Regions from separate parts of the Rattus norvegicus genome. Here region 2 is linked to region 1. A link is a contact called in public Hi-C data. All regions are on one chromosome and are shown on one strand. The core of a region is the stretch at or near the end of the contact, and the rest is flanking DNA. Distances in the headings are between cores, read along the strand shown.

What was found. A called contact is a pair of places that touch in the nucleus more often than the background predicts.
Region 2: a contact with region 1 is called in a Hi-C map of the A7r5 cell line, with 2.1 times the contacts expected there. The contact joins two enhancer-like sites. A contact is called at or near these places in 3 of 12 Hi-C or Micro-C datasets (the A7r5 cell line, the Rat2 cell line and mammary epithelial cells).

Annotation. Positions count from the first base shown.
Region 1 is chr6:94,868,902-94,875,310 of GRCr8, forward strand. No RefSeq gene overlaps it. Among named protein-coding and RNA genes, the nearest start is that of Tmx1, 180 kb to the left of the region's middle. Within about 2 kb of position 2,895, at least 48 of the 93 cell types and tissues checked have an H3K27ac peak or open chromatin away from gene starts, as enhancers often do. A contact at or near this core is called in the A7r5 cell line, where this site is marked.
Region 2 is chr6:94,945,048-94,951,456 of GRCr8, forward strand. No RefSeq gene overlaps it. Among named protein-coding and RNA genes, the nearest start is that of Frmd6, 130 kb to the right of the region's middle. Within about 2 kb of position 3,219, at least 20 of the 93 cell types and tissues checked have an H3K27ac peak or open chromatin away from gene starts, as enhancers often do. A contact at or near this core is called in the A7r5 cell line, where this site is marked.

The DNA.
Region 1 (6,409 bases), core at 1,645-4,144:
ACCAATCCAGCCGCCACCTGTAGGGCTCTGGTGCCGGGATGCTCTCCCACAGAGCCCGGGTGCTCTCCCACAGAGATCTCTCGCCCTGCAAGATGGCAAGATGCGTGGGTTCAGGCGAGGGGGAGAGAACTACGAGGGGGAAGACTTTCACAGCCCACAGCTGCGAGTCCTGCTGCTTGGGTTGCTCAGGCCGGGTTGAGCCAGCAGGATACTGACTAACCAGTAAGGGGTGCAGGGGAGCTTCTGGCAAAGATGATTTCTGATGGGAGAGCTGATCTCTTCCCCAGGCGATGTTACAGCTCTTATGACAGAAGCTCTCAGACGATGGAATAATTCCTTCACACCTTTAATTCTGAACACGACAATTAAATACAGTTTTTGGATGGGTTAGACATCTACATATTCAGGGCAGTGGTCCTGTCTCTATGACTGGTCATGTCCTCACCTGTGGAGGAGGGGCTTGGGGCCTTGTCCTCTGTGACTGATCTGTCTTGGTCCTATGTAACCTGTGGTCACATCCTCACCTGTGGAGAAGGGATTTGGGGCCTTGTCCTCTGTGACTGATCTGTCTTGGGCCTATGTAACCTGTGGTCACATCCTCACCTGTGGAGAAGGGATTTGGGGCCTTGTCCTCTGTGACTGATCTGTCTTGGGCCTATGTAACCTGTGGTCATGTCCTCACCTGTGGAGAAGGGATTTGGGGCCTTGTCCTCTGTGACTGATCTGTCTTGGGCCTATGTAACCTGTGGTCACGTCCTCACCTGTGGAGAAGGGGCTTGGGACATTGCTCTATGTGACTTAGTCTGTCTCAAAACCTCTCTACAGGGGTTTGTGGCGGGCACAGCTATGTGACACCCTGATATTCTGGGAGAGTGGGAGTACACCTGCCATCCCTTTTAGAGTCTCCCGGGGATTCAACCTGTCTTGACCAGAAGGGTGTCTTTCACCCCCTGCTGTCCCACAGCCAACAATACCACACCACTGTGTGATCACAACTGACACTACACAGAGAAAAATCACCTTGCTCAAATTCCTGTCCCTCAAAATCATGAGGTCCACAAACAGCAGTGTTAGCTGGTAGGTGCTGTGGTCCCGAGTAAACATTTTCATGTGGTGAAAACATCTCAGGTGTGCAGAGGACACCACTCGGCCTCCCATTTCCCATTCTGTAGTGTTACGGGTTTTGTTTGTCCGCTTGCCTTGCTTTTCAAGATTTCTCTGTAGCAGCCTGAACTGTCCTGGAACTCGCTCTGTAGGCCATGTGCAAAGAGATCCACCTGCCTCTGCCCCCCATGCACTGGTCTCAAAGGCATACGATGCACCACCTCCACACGGCTGTTTTGTGGATTTTCAATGAGATCCAGCTTTGGGTGGCTTTGCCTTTAGGCCTGGATCTGACCGCAATGCCTTTATGACCTTGAGCAAGCACGACCTCTTTCTAGTCTTATTTTTGACACTTTCAAAATGGGACTATTATATTAAACCTTCGAGTTTCTTTGCACCCGTGGAACTTTGTGATGGTGAGCATGTATGATTAATAGTAAGTACTAATGGGGAAGGATATTTTCAAAGGAAACGCAGAACACACCAATCTCCTCTTGATTATCACTGCCTTGGGCCAGACTCTGACTCAACACTCAGGAGTCTATAGCTTTGCGTAACATTCTCAGGCACCCTACTTCCTGGGTGGATACACACACTGTGAATGCACATAGCTCAAGAGTAAGGGGAGGGAGGGAGGGAGGGATGGAGGGAGGGAGGGAAGAAAGAGGGAAAGAAAGAGAGGGGAAGGGGGAGGGGGAGAGGCCCCATCCATTTACTTTCTAAAAGTCTTGCTTGCATGAGGACAGGGCAAAGGCTGTTCAGGGTCATGGGCTCTTCTGGAGGACTGAGTAATGAAATTCATCATGTGTAAGTTTGGATTTGCAGCTCAGTAACAAATCCATCTGTGAGATGTTCAGAATTTACCCGCTTGGCCTTCGTGACATGCCAAAGGCAGAAAGAAAGCGTTCTTTGTGTGGAAGGCTGAGATCTGCACTGTCCCAGGACTGTAAATATAGCTGCTCACTTCCTGAAGCTCCAGTTAGTCCCTGGTGACCTTTCCCAAAGTATTCTTTTTCTGGTTTCCATTAATAGCTCGGGCCCTAAGTCACTGCTGTTGACAGTGTACATGGCGGTGCCTTGAAAGCTGGACCACTGCAGCTTGGTATGACTTGGAATTGTTTGTTCAAGCCTTTTGCTTTAAAATCAAGACATACCCTTGTGCAGAAGTTCACAGGGTCCTAGCAGTTCAAAGTCAAAGGCAGGCTCCTAACGTGCCCCGGGACATCATCAAAAGGACAGTCCTCAGTTCTCTCCCCCCATAAATCAAACCCAAAGAATTACCCAGGAAGAGCATTTCTCCAATCTTCCCCTTAAATACAAGAAGCAGCAACACAAAATGTGCCCTTCATAGTGTTTCCTACCCTTGGGTGGCAGCTGCTAGAACGCAGCCCTGCCTTCTGTGTTCAAGGAACCTTTTATTCCCAGCTGCTCGAGCCAAGCCACAAGGCTTGAAGGAATGCTCGGGATTTTGTGACTGAGGGCACAAAGAATCCATGGTGTGGCTCTGAAGTAGGGGCTGCTCTAGAGCAAAGAGCTGAGAGAACCATGTATTGGGCTTGTATTCCTATGTGCACACCCGTGTGTGTGTGTGTGTGTGTGTGTGTGTGTGTGTGTGTGTGTTCAGGAGGGTATGTATATACATGCTGGCTCTGGTCTCTTTTAAAAGTATTCTTTGAAATGGCTTTTTTTTTTTTGACAATCGATGTTATTGTTTTCAACATCTAATCCAGAAGTGTGTCAGAATGCCTCACTGGGCACTGAGCCATCATACCTGTGGTTAGCCAAGTTCAGTGAGAAAATTTTAGAATTAGAGAAGGGCCCTGAGCTTTTCTTATTAATGGTTAAGCCATTGTCCCTGATAAGAGATTTTTTAAAGTTTGCAAATAGGAAACAGGACACTCTGTCTGGGACTCTTTCCAAAGAGGACTCCTTATTTCCCTCAGTGTTGAGCAACTTGGGTGCCAGAGGCACTAACAGAAGTTGTTTTTCTGCAAAATATTCTTCAATTTATCCTTTCTACAAAAGGAAAAGTTTCCTATAATATCACCTGGCATAGAATGGGGTAGGTTTAAAAGACTTTTGTTTCCCCTGAAGTCAGAGACACCACCACATACCTGGAAGTTCTTTTGATGTGGTCTTTTATTGTGCTTACATACATGGTGCCTCTTTCAAACCTACATTTCCAGGAAAAGTGAATGTGAGTTTATGGCTCATGATCCATAGCCAAAACATCATGGGTTTAGGTGAAATACAGCTGGTGATGTATAGGATGGACACAGACACAGACACAGACACAGACACAGACACAGACAGACACAGACACAGACACAGACACAGACACAGGTACAGACACAGACACAGACACAGACACAGACACAGACAGACACAGACACAGACACAGACACAGACACAGACAGACACAGACACAGACACAGACACAGACAGACACAGACACAGACACAGACACAGACACAGACACAGACACAGGTACAGACACAGACACAGACACAGACACAGACACAGACACAGACACAGACACAGGTACAGACACAGACACAGACACAGGTACAGACACAGACACAGACACAGGTACAGACACAGACACAGGTACAGACACAGACACAGACAAAGACACAGACACAGACACAGACACAGACACACACACAGACACAGACACAGACACAGGTACAGACACAGACACAGACACAGACACAGGTACAGACACAGACACAGACAGACACAGACACAGACACAGACACAGACACAGACACAGACACAGACACAGACACAGACACAGACACAGACACAGGTACAGACACAGACACAGACACAGACACAGGTACAGACACAGACACAGACACAGACACAGGTACAGACACAGACACAGACACAGGTACAGACACAGACACAGACACAGACACAGACACAGGTACAGACACAGACACAGACACAGGTACAGACACAGACACAGACACAGACACAGACACAGACACAGACACAGACAGACACAGACACAGACACAGACACAGACAGACACAGACACAGACACAGACACAGACACAGGTACAGACACAGACACAGACACAGACACAGACACAGACACAGGTACAGACACAGACACAGACACAGACACAGACAGACACAGACACAGACACAGACACAGACACAGACACAGGTACAGACACAGACACAGGTACAGACACAGACACAGACACAGACACAGGTACAGACACAGACACAGACACAGACACAGACACAGACACAGACACAGACACAGGTACAGACACAGACACAGACACAGACACAGACACAGACACAGACAGACACAGACACAGGTACAGACACAGACACAGACACAGACACAGACACAGACACAGACACAGACACAGACACAGGTACAGACACAGACACAGACACAGACACAGACACAGGTACAGACACAGACACAGACACAGACACAGACAGACACAGACACAGACACAGACACAGACAGACACAGACACAGACACAGACACAGACACAGGTACAGACACAGACACAGACACAGGTACAGACACAGACACAGACACAGGTACAGACACAGGTACAGACACAGACACAGACACAGACACAGACACAGACACAGACAGACACAGACACAGACACAGACACAGGTACAGACACAGACACAGACACAGACACAGACACAGACACAGACACAGACACAGGTACAGACACAGACACAGACACAGACACAGACACAGACACAGGTACAGACACAGACACAGACACAGACACAGACAGACACAGACACAGACACAGACACAGACAGACACAGACACAGACACAGACACAGACACAGGTACAGACACAGACACAGACACAGACACAGACACAGACACAGGTACAGACACAGACACAGACACAGACACAGACACAGACACAGACACAGGTACAGACACAGACACAGACACAGACACAGACACAGACACAGACACAGACACAGACAGACACAGACACAGACACAGACACAGACACAGGTACAGACACAGACACAGACACAGACACAGACACAGGTACAGACACAGACACAGACACAGACACAGACACAGACACAGACACAGACACAGACACAGACACAGACACAGACACAGGTACAGACACAGACACAGACACAGACACAGACACAGACACAGACACAGACAGACACAGACACAGACACAGACACAGGTACAGACACAGACACAGACACAGACACAGACACAGACACAGACACAGACAGACACAGACACAGACACAGACACAGACACAGACACAGACACAGATACAGATACAGACAGATATATATATACATATATATATATATATATATATATATATATATATATATATATAGAGAGAGAGAGAGAGAGAGAGAGAGAGAGAGAAAGAGGATCCTGTTGTCATTGTTCAGATCCACCCAGTTCTTACTGATCTATTACTGAGAAGAGACGCTGACTGGAGGAGGCGGCTGGGTGGACCCAGTCCAGCTCACCTTCTGGCCTGACCACTTTCCCATAGATGATGCCTAATATGAGGGTCCCTGAACAGTGCTTACAAGTCACGAGATTGATTTTCCTCCCCATGAAGAGTTTTCAATGTGACTCACTCAAGCAAACCTCAAGGAGACCCCACGTCCCTTTTGCAAACAGCGAAGCAGAGGAATTAACAACAGTCTGGTACACGAGGTCGTTTGGCTTTGACCTTTGACCTTTGTTGAGTGTTGAATTGAATGACTTCTCCCAGTGTGGGAGATGGGGACTGAAGTCCAAAATCCAAATGTAAAGACACTCAGTTTATGTTAATGGTTAGCCTGGTGATTTCTACATACCTTACAGGCCTTACTCTTAAGCATCTTGTAAAAATGGTTCTTATTGACACAGGAAATCTAAAATAACCAAGGCCTTGAATACTTACATCACAGAGACTGCCCAGAATACCAATAATGTGAAACCACCGGATGGGCGTCTCGGCCTCCAAAATGAATATAAGTCTGTCTGCCCAGTACGCTTGGTATGCGGATAGAGCCCAAAAGGCATTCAGGTCTGAGGCTTCCGTGTCTGCAACTCAGCTGAGCCAGGGCCCAACCTGGAGCAAGTTCTGAAGTGTCTGAGCCCCTTTGGCTGGATTCTGCATGGATGCATAGATGACTGGCAAGGAATGGCCTAAAATTGAGCCTTGATGTAGGAAAGTTATTTACATTCCTAGTTATAGGAATGCAGCACTGAGATATCGTTTCATGCCTACTGGGTTAGCAAGGAGTGGTGCTTATGTGTATTGTCTGTAG
Region 2 (6,409 bases), core at 1,969-4,468, 76 kb after region 1:
CACCTTCCAATGGTTTGCTTTAAACGTTGACCAATCAGATTTGGTTGTTTCCATATGTAGAAGGTAGTAGCTCTCCCCTGGGGAGTTCGCTGGAAGACATCTGCTGAGAGCAGTCATGAATTTTCCAGTCTGACCAGTTGGAATCAGGGCTCCAAGTGCTTCTATCCATTCAAAGAATGCACCTCATGCCACACAGACACGGAAGTCCCTAATGACACAGTAATGAAATGAGATGTTTGTCTTGCAGGCTGTTATTATAAAGCCTGGTAAAAATATGGAAATACACTGAGAAATAGAATTTTAATTATATTTTTTCTCAGTTGTAGCTATCCGAACAGAGAAAGAAGGACAGAATCTCGGGTTTGATTTTGTGTCATTCGTTCTGAACCAAGTTGAGTTTTCTTTCCCGAGGACTTGGTTTCAAAGCTTACAGTCACACCAGTGTCCGAGGCAGAAGCAAGTGCATTTCATCCTTTGCAAAGCAGGGAGCTCTATGCACCTCTGCTGCGAGGTTAACCAGAAGCCTCAGCTATTTCAGGGCCGTGACTGGGTCTCTGGTGGAAATCTATTCTGCAGATGCAGCCAGTGGTGCCAGTGGTGGCCTGCATGCCTTTAACCCCAGCACTCAGGAGGCAGAGGCAGGGGGATCTCTGAGTTAAGACTAGATGGAGTTCCAAGACAACCAGGGGTCAACAGAGAAACACTATCTCAGATGAATAAATAGATAATAATAAAAATAAAATAAAAATGTGTTCAAAAAGAAATGAAAACTTATACAATGCGCTGCTTCATTTTGAATGGGGGTTATGAGCAACCCACAGGCCTCCATCCCCCAATTCAGATCTAATTTTCCAAGCCTCATTATTCCTCTGAGACAAAATTCATGTGACCAAGCCAAGGAGATTCTTTAGGACGGGTGTGACGTTAGAAATAGGACATAAAATATTACGTCAGGTTTGTCCACATAAGAGAAGAGCGTCATCTCAGCATGTTCAGCTGACCTTTGTAAAACTGGGTTCCCAGGGAAAAAGGATTTTAAGGGTTTGCAGCCCCATGGCCTCTAACATCCCCACCCCCACCCTTTGTGCCAAAATCGCATCCGACAGTATTCTCCTTCAATCTGAGGAAGAGTGTACCAGGAAGATATTCTATAGATAGGATAAGTTATCTTACCTTGAGGCATAACAGACAATATTTAAGAACCAGGGAGGAGGGGGAAAGAAGCACAAACTTAGATGTCTACTTCATCCTTGGCAGCTCATAAGTAAAGGAGTCCCCTCCCAAGACAATGAATCCTGTGGTGCAGGAGAGACGGCCCAGGCTCAGCAGTTAAGAGCACTGTCTGGTCATCCAGATAACTCAGGTTCCCAGCACCCACATAGTGGTTCACAACCATCTACAAGTCTAGTTTCAGGGACTCTGACACCCTCTCATGACTTCCTCAGGCACTAAGCATGCGTGCATGTACATAGTCACACATGCGGGTAAAACATCTATACACATAAATTAATAAAATATTAAAAAAAATATTTTGTGGGCCCTGCTAGTTCATTTTGTAGTACCAAAGTATCATATCACTTCACAATAGATGTGGAATCTGGGTCAGACACATACAGACTCAGAACTTTAAGACCAGCTTCATATAAAGAGCCTCACTATTTCCACATTCGCCAGGGGCCCCTCTCCAGGGTTGTTGTAAGGACCTCGTGTGAAAATGTGTGTGGGGCTGTTCCACAAACTGCATTAAACACTGGAGGTTGTAATGGTGGGCCGCCTTTTTTGTATTATAAGTTTTCTCTCTAAGGGAGATCTAAGGAGAAAGTGTCTTTCTTATGACCTCTACCATTTCTGAGATCCAGAACATTCGTCTCCCACTTGGGAAATGTGAACCAGTGTGAGTCAAAAATGACACAAGCCTTACCCTGCAATATTAACTGACTTCCTGCCTGGGCGGAGCCTGGGAGATTTGATTACCTCATTGCCACCATAGCATTGCTTCCCCCCCGCCCCCTGCCCCCGGTTAACTGTGGCTATTTGGCTATATAACTCCTGCAACAGCAAATGCTCTAATGAGCCAGGCATGTGGCCATGGGGTTCCGAAAGTAACAAACACCTTCGGAATGACTCAAGCAAGCTGGCACACCAATTGTGACTTGCACACCATCTCTTATGCGCTAAGCTCCATTTAACAAATAACAGGCAGAGGACGGAGTGAGTTAGGTCTGTCCTCGGGCTCACTGCTGCACTAGCTATGAACTGGACAAGTTGACACACAGGGCACACACCACCCTGGGTAGATCCTGCATTTCTAGCTCCATTGCGTGGGGTATGGCAGTTAGAAAGGTCTGCTGACAGAAATGAGTAAGATAGACTCTGTCTGGATTCTGAGTCAGAACAAAGTCACTGGGTTCCAACTTTGACAGCCAGAGATTTTGAAGTCTATTAGGAAGGAGGTTCCTGTGGCCGATAAAACCCAGACCAACCACGGTTTTAAGATTACTTCCTACACAGGGGGAAAAAGGCATGGTGACCCTTGCACTGTAACACATCTGGTATAGAGAAGAGTTTCTGTGAAGGAGAAGCATTGGAGAGAGAGAGAGAGAGAGAGAGAGAGAGAGAGAGAGAGAGAGAGAGAGAGAGAGAATGAAAGGAGACAGTAAGGCAGAGATTCCTAGTGGCATAAGGTTTGGGCTGTTTATCACTGACAGATATCAGATATTTGATTACTAATCCCAGGGGCCACAGAACCTTTATTAATTGCTACAGAATATGTCCCGCGATTGTCCTTGGTACTGGACATTATCATTCACAAAGCTTATTTGTAAAGTTATCCCCAGTACACACCAAAGAATAATATTCAAAAATGCCTGCTCTAGGACAGATATCATTAATAAAACAAAAAGGTAAACTCCCAGATGGAGAAAAAAAGATACTGATAACATATCAAACAAGGGAATAGTCCCCAGATGCATAAAGGATATTTAAAATTAAATAATATATAAAAGAAAACCAGTAACCTACTTTAAGTATGGGCAAAAAGAACTGAACACACGCTTCACTAAAAGAAGCTGTGTGAGTGACCAAAAAACAGACGGAAAGATGCCCAGCCTCATGAGTCATCAGGGAATCACAAATCACAGAGCACAATGAAGTGCTAGACACCCACGGCCAGGAGCCGCTCACACACACGCCGGAGCAGCCGACGTTAGGAAAGCTGTCTGGCCACTCCTACTCGCACGCACTGTGTTGGGGCAGGGGAGATGGTGCAGCCATTTGGGAAAGAGCTAGGCAGTGCCTTTATAAAGTTAGTCAAATGTCTCTTGGTGACCCAATGGCTGCACTTCGTGTGCTTTATTCAGCAAAAGTAAAATATAGAATAAAAGACACGTAGGAAATTCAAACGTGAATATCTTTGTAGCCCCAAACTAGAAACAACCAAAATGCCCATCAAAGAATGAATGACTACAACACATGAGATATTTGTGCAGTGAGTTTAAGGCCAGCATTTGAAATGAGTGAACTCTTCATATATACAATGTAGATGGATTTCAAAAACATTATGCTGATCAAGAACTAGACAAAAAATAGACTAAAAGACTGAATATTTATGATGGCCAAAAAAAGACATGGTGGTTAGGAGTACATGCTGTTCCTGCACTCATATCAGGTGGCTTAGACACTGGTCTATGCAGGCACTTGCACCTCTGTGCACGCACACACACACACATACACACACACACGCACACACACACACACACACACACGCACAACGGGGGCAGGGAGGGGAGACAGACAGGCATAGAGAAGGACAGACAAAGACAGACAGAGACATATAGACAGACAGACAGAGACAGACAGACACACACACACAGAGACAGAGACAGAGAGACAGAGGCAGACCAAGAGTGTCAGAGACAGTCATAGAGACAAAGAGTTTAAAATAAAAAAATCTTTTTTGAGGCTGGGGATTTAGCTCAGTGGTAGAGCGATTACCTAGGAAGCACAAGGCCCTGGGTTCGGTCCCCAGCTCCGAAAAAAAGAACCAAAAAAAAAAATCATTTTTGAAAAAAGCGTACGAGTAACGGAAAAAAATCTACAGATGCAGGCAGCTAGAAGGTGCCAGGGAGGTGACAAGACAAGAGTCTAAAAGAACTCTTGGGCATGGTGAGGCCGCCTGTGCATTAACTGTGCACATTGGCTACACAGATGTGTGCATTCAGCTGAGCTAAACCCCGACACAGCTACGTTTTATAATATATTTTCAGATTGGTTTTTATAAGCACATCAGCGTACCAGAGTAGAACTAAGTGTCAAGGTGTTTCTCTTACATACTTCTATTGACTTTAGAATGTTTTTATTATAACAGAACGTAAAACACTAAAGTAACAGGGAGGCACTGCTGCCTGCCCACCCTCCTAGCTTAGTTATAGCTCAGGGCACATGAAACACGTGGCACCCTCAGATCCCCAGGAGAACAGGAGCATCCCCATCTTCTCATAGAGAAACTGCTCCAAGAAGAGGGTCTTCATCACTCCCTTACATTCATCAAGAGCAGTGTTTTGTTGTTAGAAATGCAAAGGCTGAGAGCATTCAGTGCAAAACGTCTAGCCAGGCAGTAAGTCTTGACTCCAAGCAAAGGAAGGAACAGACTTTTATTATTTTAATTACATGTCTGTGGGGAATAGAGGAAGACGTGCATGTGACTAAGGTGCCCTAAGGAGGTCAGAGTTTTGAGACCTGCCCCAGAGATGGAGTTGTAGGTTGTCAGTTGCCCAGCCCAAGTGCCGAGACCACACTCAGGTCTTCTACTTGAGTTTGAGAAACACCTGTTTCTAAGCACTAAGTTCTCTCTCCAGCCCAAAGCTGAGAAGGCAAAATTTCCATCAAAAGACGCTGTGATCTGATGACTTAACCTCAAAAAGTGTCAAGTTCCGTGACTCACTCTGGGCAGTTCAGAGTCAGTCTTGGTCTCGCTCCTTTTCTCTCCTGTGAAGTATGTGCTAAGTCCAAGCCTCATTGGTATTCTAGAAGATGCCACTAGGCCAGAACAGAGACAACAACCTATGCCCCCCTTTCGCCTTCCACTCCCGTCTTCATGTCTGGTGTAGAAGTTGACTATGTATTGTGGTGGGTCAGCTCTTTCTTATTTCAGCCCTAAACAATTTTGTTTCTCAAACTTCTCTAACTTACAAAGATAAATTTGTGAAAAAGCAAAAGCGATATTTATGTCTCATAAATTCTTAGCTTTGCAAAAACTCGTATTTGTGGCTGCATCTGGCATAAGCCCACATACTTACGTCGTGTTTTCTCTGAGCGGCACTGAGAACGCACTTAAAATGCAGTGGAAAGTGTGGGGTAGAGAGTGAGCACTATTAAATGCAGTAATCACCCTAAATGTACCAGGAATAAAGGTCATCCACATGACTCACCCACGGAAACAAAGACGGAATTCTTAATTTAGTAGTCCCTTGGGGGTGTTATTTAGCAGGATTTTAAAGGTGGTTTAAACACACCTCTTAGTGATTCATAAAAGAGCGCACGTTAAATCATAAAATGGATTCTTATGTAAAACGATTCCTTTTTAAATATCAGAAAATCCACCGGGTTTCGGGCCTCACGTGTTTTGGGGTTTGAATGGCAGAAGAACCATGTCATTCTGAGTTGCACACACCTCACAGATGGTTATTGTTAGGTAAAGACAGAAACCTGAAGGACAGGGGCAGAAGTGAAATGATTGGCAATCTAGAGGCAGCCTTTGCAAACGGGCTTCTGGTTTCTCTGTTAGCTTTGTCGTTGAAGTTGCTTCCATCCTGCAGCTGCTGTAAGTCCCCTACAGTGCTGGGCTTCTGGGTACTAACGCCATAATCAAATCGCTCTAGGAAACTGAGCATGAATGTAAAATCCAGTCACGTGAAGACACCCTCAGCATCATCGCATACAGTGTAACAGATTGGACAAATTTGCACAAGGGTCTCCATTTGAGGATTTGCAAAGAGTGTCCTCCTGAATTGAAGATGCTTCCGATGTTGGAGCTGTTAGACTTGGCCTGGAGTACCCGACTCTGGGCATAGTGAAGCCAGAACAGTTACTGAAACGCAGCACTCAATGTAAAGTTTTATGAGCCATACTTGCTCTGGCAGAGGATGGGGAGGTGGGCACGGCACCTGTGTGAAGATTTTTCTGAGCCTCTTGGTTCACAGAAACGGAAGCAGAAGGCCTGATCTACAGAGGCTACAAACCACACAGAAACACGGGGAATTGAAACTATAATTATCTCTGGGAATCAGGGTCATGATTTTTAAATGTCTTTGGATTAAACTTACAACAATTAGGGAATACAAATTCACAATCATGAAAAATAAGTGTTTAAACAAAATGATATGTTGTCCAAGTCGACAATTTAGCTACT